Linked DNA regions of Gossypium hirsutum: region 2 is linked to region 1. A link is a contact called in public Hi-C data. All regions are on one chromosome and are shown on one strand. Each heading gives the region's core, a stretch centred on a gene start, on an enhancer-like site or on the middle of the called end of the contact. The rest is flanking DNA. Distances are from core to core; before and after follow the strand shown.

What was found. A called contact is a pair of places that touch in the nucleus more often than the background predicts.
Region 2: a contact with region 1 is called in a Hi-C map of leaf, with 2.4 times the contacts expected there. The contact joins the promoter of LOC107945326 here to the promoter of LOC107945319 in region 1. A contact is called at or near these places in 3 of 34 Hi-C or Micro-C datasets (callus and leaf).

Annotation. Positions count from the first base shown.
Region 1 is chrD12:25,238,764-25,243,867 of Gossypium_hirsutum_v2.1, forward strand. It overlaps LOC107945319, which reads left to right and starts at 2,090. Exons shown (of 2, transcript XR_001696490.2): 1 at 2,090-2,730; 2 at 3,874-4,429.
Region 2 is chrD12:25,379,140-25,384,243 of Gossypium_hirsutum_v2.1, forward strand. It overlaps LOC107945326 (kinesin-like protein KIN-12E), which reads left to right and starts at 2,990. Exons shown (of 6, transcript XM_016879287.2): 1 at 2,990-5,104.

The DNA.
Region 1 (5,104 bases), core at 840-3,339:
TGCCTCTCTTTTATCGTTTTTGAAAATTTTCTTATTAATCAAGTAAACATATACATAGTGTAAATTATGTCGATGTGAATATATTTATTAAACATATATTTGGATATCGTCTCCAAATTATTATATATTTACAAAGTTTGGGATTTTATTGGTTTTTGTCTTTAAAAAAAATTAGTTGATTTTCATGCTGGTTGGCATGTGAATGTATATTGTATAAGTTGGAAGATTTTGGCTAATGAATTGGGATTTTCCAGTTGGAATATATCACTTTCACTGTGATCACAAAATCATATAGATTCTATCCTTGTGTAGTGAAATAAATTCTTATGGACCCTGGAATAAGAAAAGGTTAGTGCACTCAACAAAAACTCACTTACATCTAATTTTATTTATTAAGTTTGTATTTTAATTTAGATGGTATTATTATTATTATTATAAGAGAAAGTGGACTCATACGTTTTAAAGCACCATATCTTTTTATTTAAAGATTAAAGAAGAGTTAGGTCTACATTTATGTAATTTATAAAAGAAGAAATTTAAAACAAAATCTTTTTCTTTTATTTTTGAAAGAATATTGTTGAAATCATTTTATTTTGAAAAAAAAAACAAAAATTAGTTGTCGATAAAAATTGGAAAAATTTGGAGTCGCCACCAATCTTTTATTGAGGTGTGATTGGATCACCTAAAAAACGGCTTTGGTCTACGAGTTTTAGAAAAATGGATCCGGGAGTCAGTTACGTACGAGGAAGGGTTAGCACCCTCGTAACGCCCAAAAATTTGTACCTAGTTAATTAATTAGTATATTAATGTCGAAAGTTAAAAATATGATTCTTAGTAAAAACTTAAAAAAAATGCGTTACTTTTTAAGACTCTTCTCATTTCGGAAAAAGAAAATGTCACACCCAATACGTTAGGGCACGATATTCTACTTCTTCAAAAATGAGTTTGTCCAAAAATACCCGTGTATTAAAATTTAAAAGAATATTCGTTTGTTTAAGATTTATAAAGAAATAGCGGCCCAATACATTAGGGCACAATTTTTCAAAATTCTAAACATTTAATATTTCCTTTATTATTTTTTTAAAAAAATTTCATCTCGAGAAATCAACGCGTCACATCCAATACGTTAGGACACGATGTGTTGAATTCCCGATAACAAGCTTTTATTTGGTTTGATTAAAGAGCATTCGCGATAATTAGATTCAACGAAGAAAATTGGAACTCAATACGTTAGGGCTCAATCCTTTCTAAGATCCTAAATACGAGTATTGCATTATCTTAAAAAGCCTTCGAACAAAAATGATTTTAATGCTTTGATGACACCAAATATATTTTCTTTGAAAGTATGATAAAATGTTAATATACAACATGAAACACATGCTTTAATTTAAATTATACATGTATATGTATTTACAATATATATATAAGTACAATATATAAGTAAATTTGAAAATATGTGTATGCATATATTAAAACACATATATAAGAATACATATAAAAAAGGAATGAAATATATAAAAAAAACTTAATAATTTCCAAAAAAATATGTATATATATTACAAAAAATATATATGTATATGTGCATGGATTATAAAATAAGGAAAATGTATATGTATTATAAAATATAAGAATTGTGAAGATAAAGTAATAATAATAAAATAAAATATGTACATGTATATCTTCTACAAAAGTTTAAAACATATATGCACATATATTTTAAAAAATAAAAAAATGTATGTATGTACATAGAAATAATAACTACAATAATAATAATAATAAAAAAACTAATATTAAACTTAATTAGTAAAACAAATGCAAAGGATTAAGTTGAAATCAAAACAAATTTGAAAAAACGAAAGCAAATTAAAACAAAAGGACATTTTTGAAAAATGCGCATAATCTGAAGGGCCAAAAGGGAAATTAATCCTGTCCTTCCTAAACGCTGCGCAGCATTGGATTAAAACGTCACACGGGTAAAATATTTGAGCCAAATTAAAAAAAGCAATCGGACTTGATTAAAACGGATCGCAAAACGGAGGGCCTAACTGCGCAAATATACCATTTATGCCAGAACGCGCGGACCCTGCTTGCGGGTCGGGTCGACGCGCGGATCTGGCCTCTTAAACGGCGCCGTTTTACCTGTTTTAAGTTTTAAAAAAAGAAAAATTTAGGGAAATGTTTTGTTTTTCCCCTGAAGCAGAAACTGCTTCTTTTACAGCATGTTTGGTTATTCCGTGGGCCCACCTAATCACCCGTTTGGTTCAATGGAATGCCTATTACGGGCTTATTCCATTACGGGTCTATGCCAAAAATTGGCTGATTTCTGGGGGATTTCTATTCCCTTCCCAGACCACCGATTGGCTATTCCTTCCCATTTTTTACCCTCCCAACCCAAAAGCCCCAAAAACAAGAGCAAGCAGAAGCTGCCAGCAAAGTCACCCCACAAGGCTCCACCCGCTCCCGATTCACTATTTCAGGCTAGTGCTTCTTCATTTTATACGCGGCTGATTTCTCTTTTGCTAGTTCCTTCTTTCATTGCGTATCCACACGGTTCAGATTGCAAGGGTTTCCTCTGCGGCACATCTTTTCCTTTCTTTTATTTAAAATTGCTGAATCCTATGGTTTCCTTTTCTCTGGTTCATATCTGAGTTTTTTTAAGGCGATTTCGCTGTTAAATTTTGGCGAAGATGCTTCGGCATATGGCCGGCGGGAATGTCCACTGCGTCTCTCGTGAGTTTCGCCTTTTTTTACCTGCGCCGACGTGTATGCTATTTCTTGTGAATTTAATTGACTTCGGGGGCTTCTTTCTGGTGAAGTTTCTCCCGTTCGTTCTTTTTCTCTATTTGGTCGTATAAAATCTTCTTTTTATTTGAAAAAAAAATCTGAAAGGAATCAATGGAGGGGCTGATAAAATACCCTAAAATTGAACCAGAAGACAACCAGTTTCAATTTTTATCTTCCCAGGTAATTCTTATTATTTTTTCTCTCATGTTAAATATCTGTTTGGTTGCATTGAAAACCAAGGAAAAGGAACTGGAAAGTTTGTAAATGCTGTTTCTCTGCTTTTTCTAATTGGGTTTAGCCCAGATGGTTGAATGAATACCCTTAACTAAGATGGAATACAATTTTCTATTGTTTATTCTTTTTTTCTTTGAAAAGGGAGCATCTGTTAGTTTTAGTTTTCTTTTTGTTTTGGATTAATTGTTATTTGGCTTCTCCAAGTAGAGGGTTGTTCTTAGTATTTCTTTGTATGAAAAAATTTGAAGGTTTTTATTGGATGCCTGAGATTGATCGCACTGTTTTAGCATTGCTGCATTGTTAAGGATAGTCAGTAGCTGTTAGTCAAGAGTAGCTGTTAGTCGAAGCTGTTATACAATTGGTTCAATTGTAACTATTTGCTATCCATTATAGTCTGCTAAGGAGTTAATAGTAGCTGTTAGTCGAAGCTGTTATACATATTCTTGTATGAATAGCTATAGAGACTTTATTGTAAAGAGATCATCTTTGCATATTGATGGTATTTCAATATCAGATGTCTTTCTTCTTGTATGTTTAGTGTGTATCTTGATATGCATTGATGTGATTTCCCAGTATTAGAGCAAAGTCATTGTTTAAATTGTAGGTTATTTAATTTGATATGGATTTTAGTATGGCAGCAAGTTTTATGTCGAAATGTACCTATAGGCTATAGCATATTTTGCTTCTTTTTTTTTCTTTTTGCTCGCATAATATGCTTATCTTTGTTGTTTTAGTTTGTGGAATAACTTGTTAATCTTGGTGAATGATAGCTATTTTTATTTTGATTTTGATTTTGTTATTGTTGTTTATTGGTTCAAGGAAAAACAATAGTGTTTTTTTTAATGATGGTGTTAGGATCTGGAAAAAGTGGAGGAAAGTAGAGAAAAATGGACTCTTACAGATACCGATGTTATGCAAGATGGAAAGCAGCTTAAAAGGTCTGCAAGTGAAGTACATCCTAGAGTTAGTGGATGCAATAGTATGGAAATTCTTTAGAGCGATGGAAATCAGAAAAAAGGAGAAGCTTTTTTACTATGATACCCCATGTTCTGAAGAAACTGGAGTTTGGGTACCTGTGTCTGTCCCTCCTGTGTCTGAAAATAAACATGAAGAATGGGATAGAGGCCCATGTCTGAATGGAGGATACTTTCCTGATGATGGTGTACGATCAAATCAGTTTATTGGAGAAAGTAAGGATCTGACCATGTGGGATGTGTTCAGTGAGATGTTAATAGTCGCTCGAGGCAAAGTGAGTTCTATAGCTTCAGGTGATGTTCAAAGATATGGGATCACTTGGTTATCCAGCCATCTTCTTGAACAAACTTGGAAAGAGATGGCTCAAACACTTGCAGAAGCTAATTTTGGAAACAGTTTATTTTTATTATTTTTAATTTTAACTATTATTTTTCAATTATTATTCAAGTTTTAATTTTATTGTTATGGATTGGTTTTATGCATTTGTTTTTCAATTTACTTAATAATGCATTTGTTTATTTTTGTAATTCAAGTAAAGTTTGGATATTTTTTATTTTTAATATTCCAATTTATTAAATAATGCATTTGTTAAAATAAAAATAATTAAATGCATAAAACTAATTAAATTATATATTTAATTAAAATAATTAAATTATTTGTTTCACTAATGATATTTTAGCACATTAAATATGTATTGCGGTTTAAAAATAATAAAGTAGATTATATATTATTTTTATAGTATTATATATTATGATTTTAGTAAATTCATATAAGAATATTTAATATTAAGAATTTTATTAAATTATATATTTTTATTAAATTATATTTAATAATTATTATTTTAAATTATATTTTATAGTATTATATATTATTATTTTAGTAAGTTCATATAAGAATATTTAATATTAAGAATTTTATTAAATTATATATTTTTATTAAATTATATTTAATAAAAATTATGTTAAAATATGATTAAATTATTTATTATTTATATTAATAATCTTATTAAAATTTAATAACAATAACAATAATCATCTGTCTAAAAAAAACTCTACTAAGGGTATTCTAGTCATTTTAGTTTTTTTCCTTATGTTATTACAACATCATTACA
Region 2 (5,104 bases), core at 1,740-4,239, 140 kb after region 1:
TTCTTTGTGAATGACGAAAACTAAGAAAGTTTAAACTTTGACACATTACTTATTAGAATAATTATCTTATTTTTCAAAAGAAAAACTATCCTATTAGTACATACTAGTATGAAAATCCTTTATTTGAACTCTAGATCTTAAAGTACCAATAGGGGAACCTCAACCAGTCTTTAATTAAGTCGTTTGGGTAAATTATGTAACTAGTCGTCCAACTATTAGCGTGTTTCTATTTTTGTTACCAAACTATAATTTTTTTTGTCACTAGCATTATTATTTGTTTTTGTTTTGGTCACCTTTTGTTCAATCATTAACGGAGATAATGCCATGACCTTTTTAAAATGGTATAATTACACACTTAGTCCTCAACTTACACATATTATCAATTTAATCCTAATTCTAAATAATTCAAATGTAACCATCTATATTTTCTACTGTTGATGATGATCAGCTTTCTTTTTGTTTTATGCACGATTGTTATACCTTGTTTAGCGAGCCTCATAGACCTTACAATGTACCTCACGGACCTCACAATGTCCTCATAGAGAGCTTGACATTTGTCTCTCAATGGAACCAACAACACCGCGAACATAGAGTTAGTTTGCAAAGCTTAGTGTTAGTTTGCAAAGCTTAGTGTTAGTTTGTGAACCTTAACTCGACAAATTTCAGAATTAAGCATCTCAATTAAGACCACGTGGAGGCTTGGAGTAATTAATTGCTATCACCCTAAAATGTCTCGTCCTAGGACATAGCATCACCGTCACTGCCTAAACTATCAAATCAGATTCCCATGTCAATAACTTTAGGACACGTATCCAAGGTTGTGCCCCACTATAAAAAGGCCATGCAAATAGCTCATACACATTCACGTAGACACTCCTTCATGACTTCCCGAACTCTCTTAAAACTGAAATCTCTCCCCAACCTTCATTCCAGTCTAATCCATTCAACCACCAACTTCCTCCCTTGTTCACCTTACTAGTTAACAACAACTCACATATTTCCACCCAATGCAAACTCCTCTGATGACAATGAAAGGTGTTGCTACCGCAAAAGCTATTGTTTTATATTTGCTTTGATCTGTGTTTATCTTCTTGGTTGAGTTCCCCATAATTTAAAATGAAGGGTTTTTATTACTTCAAATTTAAAATGCAAGCCAAAATTCAGTCTGGTATTAATTAAACATGAATTTTATGTATATATATCTATATCTATTTCAAATTTAATTTATTTTTACTTCAAACTTAATTTCATTTAACATTTTAACATTTTTTCTTAATCTTAATAAGGAATATCTTTCTTACCTAAACTAGTCTAGTATGAACATTTCACATGATGCTTTATATTATATTACATTTACAAGATTAAACTAAATATATGTTATAAAAAATCAAATTTTAATTGAAATGTAACAAAATAATTATACGATTGAAAGGGGTATTCTAGTAAATATTTCATCATCATCAGCGGCAGCAAATATGGAGGACTCAATTTGTTGAATTATATAGAATTAAGATTAAATTAATAGAATGTGTAAGTGTTGAAGGCTAAATTTATAACTATACTACTTAAAAAAAGGTCAAATCATTATTTTTATTAATAATTTAATAAAGAGCGACCAAAACAGAAATAAATATTAACGTTAGTGAATGAAAACTTTTATAATTCATTAACCAAAACAAGAGTTTCCATCGTAGACAAATTTAAAAAATAATATTTGGAAGTTTCTTCATGGCACCCAAGATTTATCTAAATCCAAAGAAAGCCCCATATTGAAGCGTCAATAGCTTAGTAAGTCGCACATATTTGGGCTTGGAACAATAAGGATGCAAAGAACAACAGTCTAACTTGTCTTTAATGTTTCTATACCTTTCGCTCTTGTCACTTCCACAGGGTACAAATACAACTGTTCAGCTCTGAAGTGACATCCATTAGCAAATGCAGGACATCTTTAGACTTTATAATAAGGTGTCGGTTGACAAGCACAGATTTCCAACAGTTGGAAAGAAGATTCTCAGCTGATTAGCTAAATATGAAACGTATGCCACTAACCATGAAACAAAAATTCATCAGTTCTCGGGATTCAAGTCTTGGACGCTAAAAGATGAGCTTGTGAGTGGTTTTTGACCCTTCATACAGAAAGGACAAGCATGCCTTTCTGTTAATGACATATCATTATCTGTTGAAAGGGAAAGTTGTCTGAATGTGTCGAATTCCATTATGTAAATCTAGGAAGAAACCAGACATAGGAGTGGGTATTTAAGTTTTAACTCGTAAAAGGAGCAAAAGGTAACAAAACAAGGAACGGTGGCGACAATACATCACCACAAAAGAGCAACAGCTAAAATACAATTCTGCTAAAACAATATTTGTCTTTCTCATTGTCCATTTCATACAACATCAATGGCATTTGCCTACGTTTTAGATAAACAACAGAAAGAATTCAGTCCTCACGGTTGAAGCTCAATGCTGCTGGAATATGAACTACATAAACCCTCATTTTCTTCCACTTCTTTAATCGCTTCCAATTCCATTTTGAAGCCTTTCTTATCACATTATTAGGCAGTAAAAAGGGTCAGGTTTTATAGGAAGGAAACACGTTCAACTAAAATGTATTACCAATATCTCGAGTTCCATGGTTTTTAAATTCTTCTAATATTTTTTCAATGTACCCATTGTGCATTTGTTGATTTTTACCAAATTAGCCGATTAAACTAAACTAGTTCAGTTAAAGGTTTTTGAAAATTTTAATTATCAATTAATACAATTTGAAATCGGATAATTAATTGATCACCCAAAATTATTAATAATAATATATTATAGGCCCAATATATTATATAAGCTCAATATATAAAAATTAGTGTACTTATAATTATTCTTATAATGAGTTTAAAAGAATTACGAAAACTAAAAAATATTTGAAAAAAATTAAAATTAAAATTAGAAGTTAGCGAAAAATTAAAAATTTAAACAAAGAAATGTCTAATGTCTGCCTTCTCTGGCACGTCTCTGTCTACTCTCTCTGGCAGGTTTTAGGTTTTCTTGTTTTTATGTCTATTGGTTTAGCGCCGACAGTAAGTCCTTTTGTTTTCTCTTTTAGTTTGTGATTTGGCTTTTAAATCGCATCTGTTTTCAATCATGGAGTCAGAGTTTGCTGGGTTAACGATCAATGAGGAGGAAGAAGAAATTTTACAGTTTCAATTTGAACCAAAAACATTAACAGAGGTTGGGACTTTTCAATTAGTGGGATGTTTTTTAACTGCCAACATTATCCATTTTCCAGCGATGAAAACTACAATGGCAAATCTCTGGCATCCGGTTCAGGGGTACAAATTTGAGATCTAGGAGGGAAAAGGTATTTATTTCAATTTTTATGATGTTATGAATATGGAGAGGGTGCTAAAGGGATCCCTGTGGACTTTCAATAATCATCTGTTGCTATTATACAAGTTGCAGTTGACGTAGGATCCATTAATAGTTCCTTTAACCTATACTCTATTTTGGGTACAGATTCATGATATTCCTGCAGGTTTTTTCTCTGAAAGGCTGGCAATACAATTAGGGGTACTTTTATGGAATATGATGGTTCAAATATGGGAAAGAAAATCGAAATTTTATGAGAATAAGAGTCCAAATTGACATAAGACGCCCACTAAAAAGGAAGAAGCAGATTTTATTTTTTGGTAATTGTTCATATGTCAGATTTAAATAATACCGGTGACTGCCAAGAGGCAAGCCGACCGGTCACAATGAAAATCTTAAGTTGAAACGTCCGGGGTCAATGGAACCCACGAACAGTTCATAGACTTCGACATTGGCTGAGGTTATATAATCCACATATGGTCTTTTTTATGGAGACAAAAATAAATAGGAGGAGAATGGGACGGGTTCGAAGATGTGGTGATCTCGAGTGGATTATGTTTGGCTTGGGCGTGGGGATACTAATGTCAGGATCCAAAGCTATTCAAAAAGTCATATTGATGTGGAAATTGAGGATACAGAGGAAGGTAAAAAATGGAGATTTACTGGTTTTTGTGGTTCTCCCTATTCGAATAAAGAAGAATCATGAAATCTGATGATTTGTGGTGATTTCAATGAAATTTTGTATGGCTTCAAAAAACAAGGAGGCTTACCTCGAGAGGAGGGGAGAATGGAAGCATTTAGAACGGTCTTAGAGGATTGCAACCTAAGGGACATGAGATTTTCTGGAAGATGGTTTACTTGGGAAATCTGCCAGAAACAAATATTCAAGAACGTTTAGATAGGGGAGTGGCTATGGAAGAATGGTTATCTTTATTCCCGGAATTTCAAATTCAACACATATCTCATTCTTTTTCAGATCATTGCCCGTTGTTAATCACCACCAAACAGGAGGATAAGAGAAGAATTAATGGAAGTTTTAAATTTGAAGCATTGTGGGTTTTGGAGGAGAGTTTTACTTCTGAGGTTAAAAGTATCTGAGAGAATGCTGTTGGTGATTTATTGAGTAAGATGGAAAGTCTCAAGAGAGGTCTTAAGAAATGGGTTGACAAGATTCAACATAATAAGAAAGGGAGGAAAGTGGCGCTAACTTCAAACAGGAAAGGGAGGAAAGTATCTGGGGAAATTATGATAATATTTTGGCAAGAATTGAGCAACGCATTTCGATGAGAATAATTCAAAACTGAAGGCTAGATACACCAAAGAAGAGATCCGTGAGGCACTAGAAGAATTAGGCCCAACAAAAGCACTAGTGAAGGATGGATTTCCGGAATTATTCTACAAAAAATGTTGGCCAACTATCAAAGAAGAAGTTACATAATTCTGTCTTAATCTACTGAATGGAGGTATGAATATCAGTTCAATAAACAAAACTAATATAGTGTTAATTCCAAAAATCCCTGATCCTTTGAATATTACCCATTTTAGGCCAATCAGTTTATGTAATGTGCTTTATAAATTGTTGGCTAAAGTTATTGCCAATAGTCTTTGTCTTGTGATAAATAGATGTATTGATTTAGCTCAAAGTGCTTTTGTACCAGGGAGACTGATTAGTGACAATATTTTATTAGCTTGTGAAATTCTTCACACTCTGAAGAATAAAAGGGTAGGGAAAAGAGGACTTATG